Regions from separate parts of the Danio rerio genome. Here region 2 is linked to region 1. A link is a contact called in public Hi-C data. All regions are on one chromosome and are shown on one strand. Each heading gives the region's core, a stretch centred on a gene start, on an enhancer-like site or on the middle of the called end of the contact. The rest is flanking DNA. Distances are from core to core; before and after follow the strand shown.

What was found. Hi-C and Micro-C count contacts between places; a contact is called where the count stands out from the background.
Region 2: a contact with region 1 is called in a Hi-C map of embryo, with 2.7 times the contacts expected there. The contact joins the promoter of stk24b here to the enhancer-like site in region 1. A contact is called at or near these places in 5 of 18 Hi-C or Micro-C datasets (caudal fin, embryo and hematopoietic stem cells) and 3 of 4 datasets of contacts at active chromatin or transcription factors (caudal fin, embryo and gastrula embryo).

The regions. Positions count from the first base shown.
Region 1 is chr6:13,296,385-13,299,726 of GRCz12tu, reverse strand. ermn (ermin) reads right to left here. Exons shown (of 3, transcript XM_073905893.1): 3 at 1,856-3,342. Among named protein-coding and RNA genes, the nearest start is that of ermn, 8.5 kb to the right of the region's middle. Within about 2 kb of position 1,431, at least 4 of the 62 cell types and tissues checked have an H3K27ac peak or open chromatin away from gene starts, as enhancers often do.
Region 2 is chr6:13,445,012-13,448,282 of GRCz12tu, reverse strand. It overlaps stk24b (serine/threonine kinase 24b (STE20 homolog, yeast)), which reads right to left and starts at 1,988. Exons shown (of 11, transcript NM_213477.1): 1 at 1,875-1,988. The coding sequence starts at 1,880. It overlaps LOC103911182 (a long non-coding RNA gene), which reads left to right. Exons shown (of 6, transcript XR_012407693.1): 4 at 1,906-2,006.

The DNA.
Region 1 (3,342 bases), core at 182-2,681:
CCAGAGAGAGCGAAGCACAACAGTCACAAACCTCCCATTGCCTTGCCAACATGACATTTGCCACCATTCAAATGAGGCCCGGAGCTCAATGAAACAAACCAGGCCAAAACGCCTGCCTCGCTTTGCCTAAATAAACCCTACGGCTGAATTATCCACCTTTATCCTACGCCCCATAATGCTTTGCATAAATATTGGAGTAAGTCCTGTCAAACTGTAAACAATTGCTGAAGTGTTTTTAAAAACTGAACAATGAGGTGCTTCTCACTGTTTATCTATCGAAAAATAAAAAGCAACTTACATTAAATCATTATTATTTAAATCAAATTAAATTAACGGTGGCACAGTGGGTAGCACAATCGCCTTACACCAACAAAGTCGCTGGTTCCAGCCCTGCTTGGGTCAGTTGGCGTTTCTGTGTGGAGTTTGCATGTTCTCCCCGTGTTGGCGTGGGTTTTCTCCGGGTGCTCTGGTTTGCCCCACAGTCCAAAGACATGCGTCATGCAGTATAGGTGAATTGGGTTGGCTAAATTGTCCGTGGTGTATGTGTGTGAATGAGTGTGCATGGATGCTTTGCAGTAATGGGTTGCAGCTGAGAGAGTATCCGCTGTGTAAAAACATACGCTGGATAAGTTGGCGGATCATTCCGCAGTGGCGACCCCAGATTAATAAAGGGACTAAGCTGAAAAGAAAATGAATGAATGAGACCACGAATCATCTCAAAACAAATCTATCCACAGCAACTTTACAAACATGTTGAAGAGAAACATAATATGTACGAACATTTCATAAAATCAAAACCATCTCATTTGTGTATTAATTGCTTCACAAATGAATTATTCAGTGACATATCTGATTAGTTTCAATTCTCTTCAATGGAAGTTTCTCAAACCGGAAGTGAAACCTATAATTTATAAGTTGTCGGAAAAAACATTCAAGTCACCTGGTAGGCCTACATTACGTGGCTGGAGGAATAGAGGTGATGTTCATAAACCTCCTGTAAATAAAACGCAATTAGTGACATTTGTATGGTAAAGTTCAAGCATTGATGAAGCTAACTGAGGGAACGACAACAAACACACACTGACTCCCAATAAAACATTAGAAACACAGATGCATAAATAAAGAGTCCGTCGGGTCATAAACACCCAAATTAGACTAATTACTGCAGTCCCTATCTCATTACATCGATTATACTTACATTAGATGCCACATAAAGATAACTTAATTAGCAAGGCAACGGTGAACAGTTTGTTGATTCTTCTTATATGCTAACTGATCGAGCCGCGGTCGAAGTTTGAGTTCATTATCCAGCTTGTCATTTTATTATAATTGTATTATGTTAGTTTGGCTTATAAAGATTGTTTGTTTTAAATTATCCGTTTACTTTTCACACTTTTGTTGGTTATGTTTGAATTTATATATGCAGCAGTACACAAAACAGAATGAATTTTAGGCTACTTAAGCAGTCACGTGATCACAGATAAATACTGAAATCCAAAAGCGATTCAGTTTATAAAGGTAGACAGTCCTGTCGTGTCAACCACTTTCCTCACCTTTTAGATTTACACAAAACAAAACAATGTTGCCATCTAGTGGTTAAGAATTGAGTTTATTATATTATATTATATTATATTATATTATATTATATTATATTATATTATATTATATTATATTATATGTGTTTTCTTATCTACGTTTAAACAGATTTATGCAACGTTGCCAGCTAGTGGTGAGGAAATACAATTCTACACTATATTCAATGTCTAACTAAAAAGACATATGCAATGCCGCCATCTAGTGGACATTAATAGGCTAAATATAGAAACACTTAAAAATAAAAAGAAACAGTCATATAAGCTTATTGAACATCTTTTATTAGTCCTCTACAAATGGAAAAAAAATCACTTTGTGTAGTCACAGTGAGAGAAAGACTTCCAAACTTGAACAGATTATGCAGTTACTGATAGGGTAGATATCAATAAAGTTATTATAGGCATCAGTGAAAACCATATATTGAAATTTATGATCACAGATGATCTATATGACTAATATGCCTATTATTGTATTTTAACATATTTGATGATTTACAAAGAAATTATGTAATCACAACATTATTTGTAGATTTAAACCCGAACACAAAAATTCCCTTCATACTTGTTAGAGCGTACTGTAAGCTCTCCCAGTATTTTGTTGATGGAAAGTTGGCACTACTGGCTGCATTCAGACAGATTGCATGTTAGCCGGAGAAGCCTTTGTGAATGAAAAATCTCATTTGTAGACAAATTATTTTTCCAGCTTGCTGCCAGATGAGAATTTGCTCAAGTATGATTGGGGATGACTCAGCAAATGTTGTGGAAACTTTGGAAAACCTTCAGGCAAGGCCCTCACACAGTTACAAACCTCTTTATTGGAAAAAAAAAAAGTTTTTAGAGCATAATAATGTTCTCAAAATGCTAGGACAAAAACATTGTTTATGCTATACATTGTTCACTGAACCTTTAGTTCGGCCAGCATGTTTTTAATGTTTCAGAACTTGTTTAGAAAACGTTCAAAAGTAAAACTTTCAGAATGTTTACAATTTTATAAAAAGGAATGTTCACTTAACGATGTTCCCTTCGAATTGTAGGCTAACTTTAAAGATTGGTAACATTACAGTAGCAGTACATGGACAATGATGTACTCATATTTAAACTAATTATTGTGAATTAATGATGAGTTAAGGCAACTAAGGTTAACTACAACAAGAGTCACGTGAGTTCATGTGTGAATAATGGCTACCTAAATTACATGTTAGTACATGTTTGTTAATTATAGAGTTAATTAATTAACTCATAGACTCATGGAATAAAATATTTGTTTTAATGCAGACAGCTACACATTTAAACACTTTAGTTTTGTTTTTCAATGTAAACACATACTAGATGGACACACACAACTGTTTAAACATAGGAGTTCATGAGTTGTTAATGTAAACCCAATGGTCTGACATCACCCAACCCGCTCCGAGTTGGGATCGAATTGGCGATGGGAGTCGGTTGCTTTAACAAGGAGGCTAAAGACTATTGCCTCTAGCATTTGTCGCTAGAGCATCTTTGGAGTTCAGAGGAGTGAGGTTTACCTGCATAGCACTTCCTAGCTGGCCTCCGTTACATTAAGAATGAGTTAATAATAAGGTGCCCCACCAAGTAAAGTGAACACATAAAGATACATTAACTGTGTGTTCTTTACAGCTAAAACTTACTTACTTCCAGGGCTGTTTATACTGAAATTGATATTTAGCCGCACCATGTTGGTGTTTTGTAACATCTACTCTTTAAAAGGTGGGTCATTTTGTATAGCTAA
Region 2 (3,271 bases), core at 739-3,238, 150 kb before region 1:
GATATGGAGTGATTGTTAGGAAGTGTCTGGTGCATGTGTCGGTTAAAGTGTCGGAGAGATGAAAGTATGTTTTTTCTACAGTCAAACTACTTATTTATTTGTTCAAACTACTTTTTAAAAATAAGCCGAAACAACACAGTTCTTGAGCGTTTTGCGGAAAACGTAATAGTTTTATGTTCAATCCACTTAAATTTGTAAATATATATATGTGTGTGTGTGTGTGTGTGTGTGTGTGTGTGTGTGTGTGTGTGTATATATATATATATATATATATGCTGTATGTCTGCCCATCTCACTTAATAGTTCTCCTTAATAATAATCAGAAAAATCTAATACATTTTAGATGCAATCATGTGTAAATCTTTTAAATTAAAAAAATAAATTAATAATTAAAAAGAACCCTTGTCTACATAGTCTACATGTGTCCACATTTGTTCATGTAAAAATGTTATTTTAGCACATTAGCACAATTTCTTTATGGGGGAAAATTGTATTAAATAAATATAATGCATTTGCCTGGATATCAACTGTTAAGTAGACCCTCAAAATGGGCATTATAAATTACTTTAATATAATACTTTTAAAAAAATTCTTTAATGCTAAATGAAACAAAGCAAATTAAATCATGCAAGTTTTTCTAATTCCACATTTTTACTAAAAAATCTGCAATATTTTTAACCACAATTGTCATAATTGAGCGTATTCGCCTGTTGCTGAACACTGTTTGCTTTGCTAATGATTATTTCTTAAATGGTTTTCAGTATAGTTTTTACACACACCGCCTCATACCTAATAGCTCGTCGCTTGCTGCAGAAGATATACCTTCCTTGTTTTAAAGGACTCACATCATTAAAGATGCAATTTAGATAATTAGCAGAACACTCATGGTGGAAGCTAATTGAATGGGTTAATGGCCATGCAGGTGTTGATGCATGGTCTCTGTGGGACATTTTGTGTTCTTCTGGTCAAAAACAAAATCCCACTGTGCTCTTGAAATCCATCTTGGACAAAGTTTCATGTATTAGGCTCTGTTGATAACAAAACTATTCATAGCATGGCAATCTATACATGAACTAATTATTAATGATGCAAACAGCACATGTAGGTCTGCAATATCATTAAACATTAATAATATTAAAGTCTTATTTATATGTGTATGGTTTGTACACTCCCAAAGTCTCCCCTCAAGGCTGAACTACTCTGATTTCACACAGTGAATTTTGTAGTCTCGGATGGAATTCAGCTCCAGGTGGGATTTAAATGTCCCATGAGATTGAACACATCAGACCCTGTCAGTCCAAAAAGCAGAAAGGACAAAACATCAGGGCTATCATTAATGTCTAAGGGAAATTAAAATGTACTGATTATTGACAGTTGTGAATGTAGTTAACTCAAAATATACTTAAAGTTGATTCTACTCATTTAAAAAGAGTTTTGAACTCGGTGTTGAAGGTAATGAGTTAAATAAACACCTCATTACTTCAACTTAAATGGAGTACGTTCACGGTATGCATATGGATTAGTTTTTTAACTCAAATGGTTTGTTGCAATCAGTTTCCTCAAAAAGTTTGAGTTACTGTCACTTTTTGGGTTTTACAGTGTATTATTATTACCTAAAAAGTACAAATGGGTATCTCAGAGTACCTTAAAGGTACACAACTAAACCTTAAAATTACAAAAGTATACCCTAAAAGTGTCACGGCCACACAAGGAAGACGAATGATAAAATTTCAAGGGCGTTCATTCAAACGTAGCAACAACAATGGTTAGGTGAAGCAGGTGAATGATGTTGTAGAGAGTAAGCAATCTCATACACAACCAATTCAATGCATAAGCTCATTACTTTGGTTAAACGCCAACATAAGAATACTCACTTCCATTAAACAGGTTTATCTGCATTCGCAGGAGAAGGACAGTCGGAGGGAGAACATCCATGGAGGAGCACAGGAGAATTCAGGAGAGAGGACTATGCGTCTTTGGTTCCAGCTGAAGACTGAGTGAGTGAGGTGAGTATTTATAGTGAGTTGTTGTGATTGCAGGTGCAGGTGATTGGTAATCAGGTGAGGGTTCATAGGTGTGGTGTGTGGTGGATGATGAGGGAGTGTGGTGATTTTAGCTGTTTTGCAATATGCGTTCTTAAGCGGTCTTGCTTCCTTATGTTCTCGTGTAACGTCATCATCAGCTGCTTAAGTTCAGTTCCAATACTCAAGACCATAAGAACGCGTGAAACTTCCCGGATGTGTTCTAGATATCGAGGCACACGGATGCAGACTTGAGCACCGAACTTGCTATAGAAGTCCCAGAAGTCATTGCGACTGGAGGTGGGAAGCGCAGCATTTTATTTAGATTTGTTATTAAAGTTCAGAGATATCCCTTATTTATCTCAGGAGTTTCCCTAAATGAAACAGTGAATATAAACATTATCATGAAAATCTTAATAAAGGGTTAAACACATTAAGTGTTAATTTAACACATTAAGGGTGTTTATTTGCTAAAATTCATATTAAAATGTTTTATTTATATTGTGCAACGTATATTTAAATGTTTTAAATAGTATATATTTTGAAAAGGGGAAAAGCAAATAAATCGTTGTTTGAATGTTGTAATGTTTAAATTTTTCTATTAAAAAAGCGCAAAGGTCACGTGACCATCAGCATCTCATTTCCCACAGGACACGTCCTCTTCCAGGACAGGACCTGTTCTTGTGGTCTCCCGAGTTTGTTCTTCCGAGGACAACTGGCAAGATCAGTCTCCACAAGAACACAAGTCCATTCTCTGAGTTTATAGAACTGTGCCGTTTTTTTATTTATTTTTTTAAATTTTTTTTTTGTTTGTTTTTGCTTTGTTTTATTATATATAATTAACAAAATACAGTTTCTATAGTTCTGGTGATAACCTTAAATCTTCTTTACTAAAAAAACAAAAAAAACAAAACACCTATTGGCCTACTGTACAGTATATGACAGATGGCACAATCTAACTAAACATGATGCTTGTTATAAACTATGGGCTACATTATTTGAGCATTCATTATGACATTGATATGATCTGTTGTGTCCAGCTTATGTTTCCTTTTTAATATTAAGATTGTTCTTTAAAATCTGTAATAGGCTACCCTAATCGTTGGTAAAATAACCAACCTTTTAGCAAAGTCTGATATTTTCCTGCAGGTTTGAAGCAGACTAAACTAAACCCTCTGAGGCGAGTTTTACTTAATTAACATTTCCTCGTCTAAACTCGCCACGAGTGAAATGGAGAAACTAAAAGCATG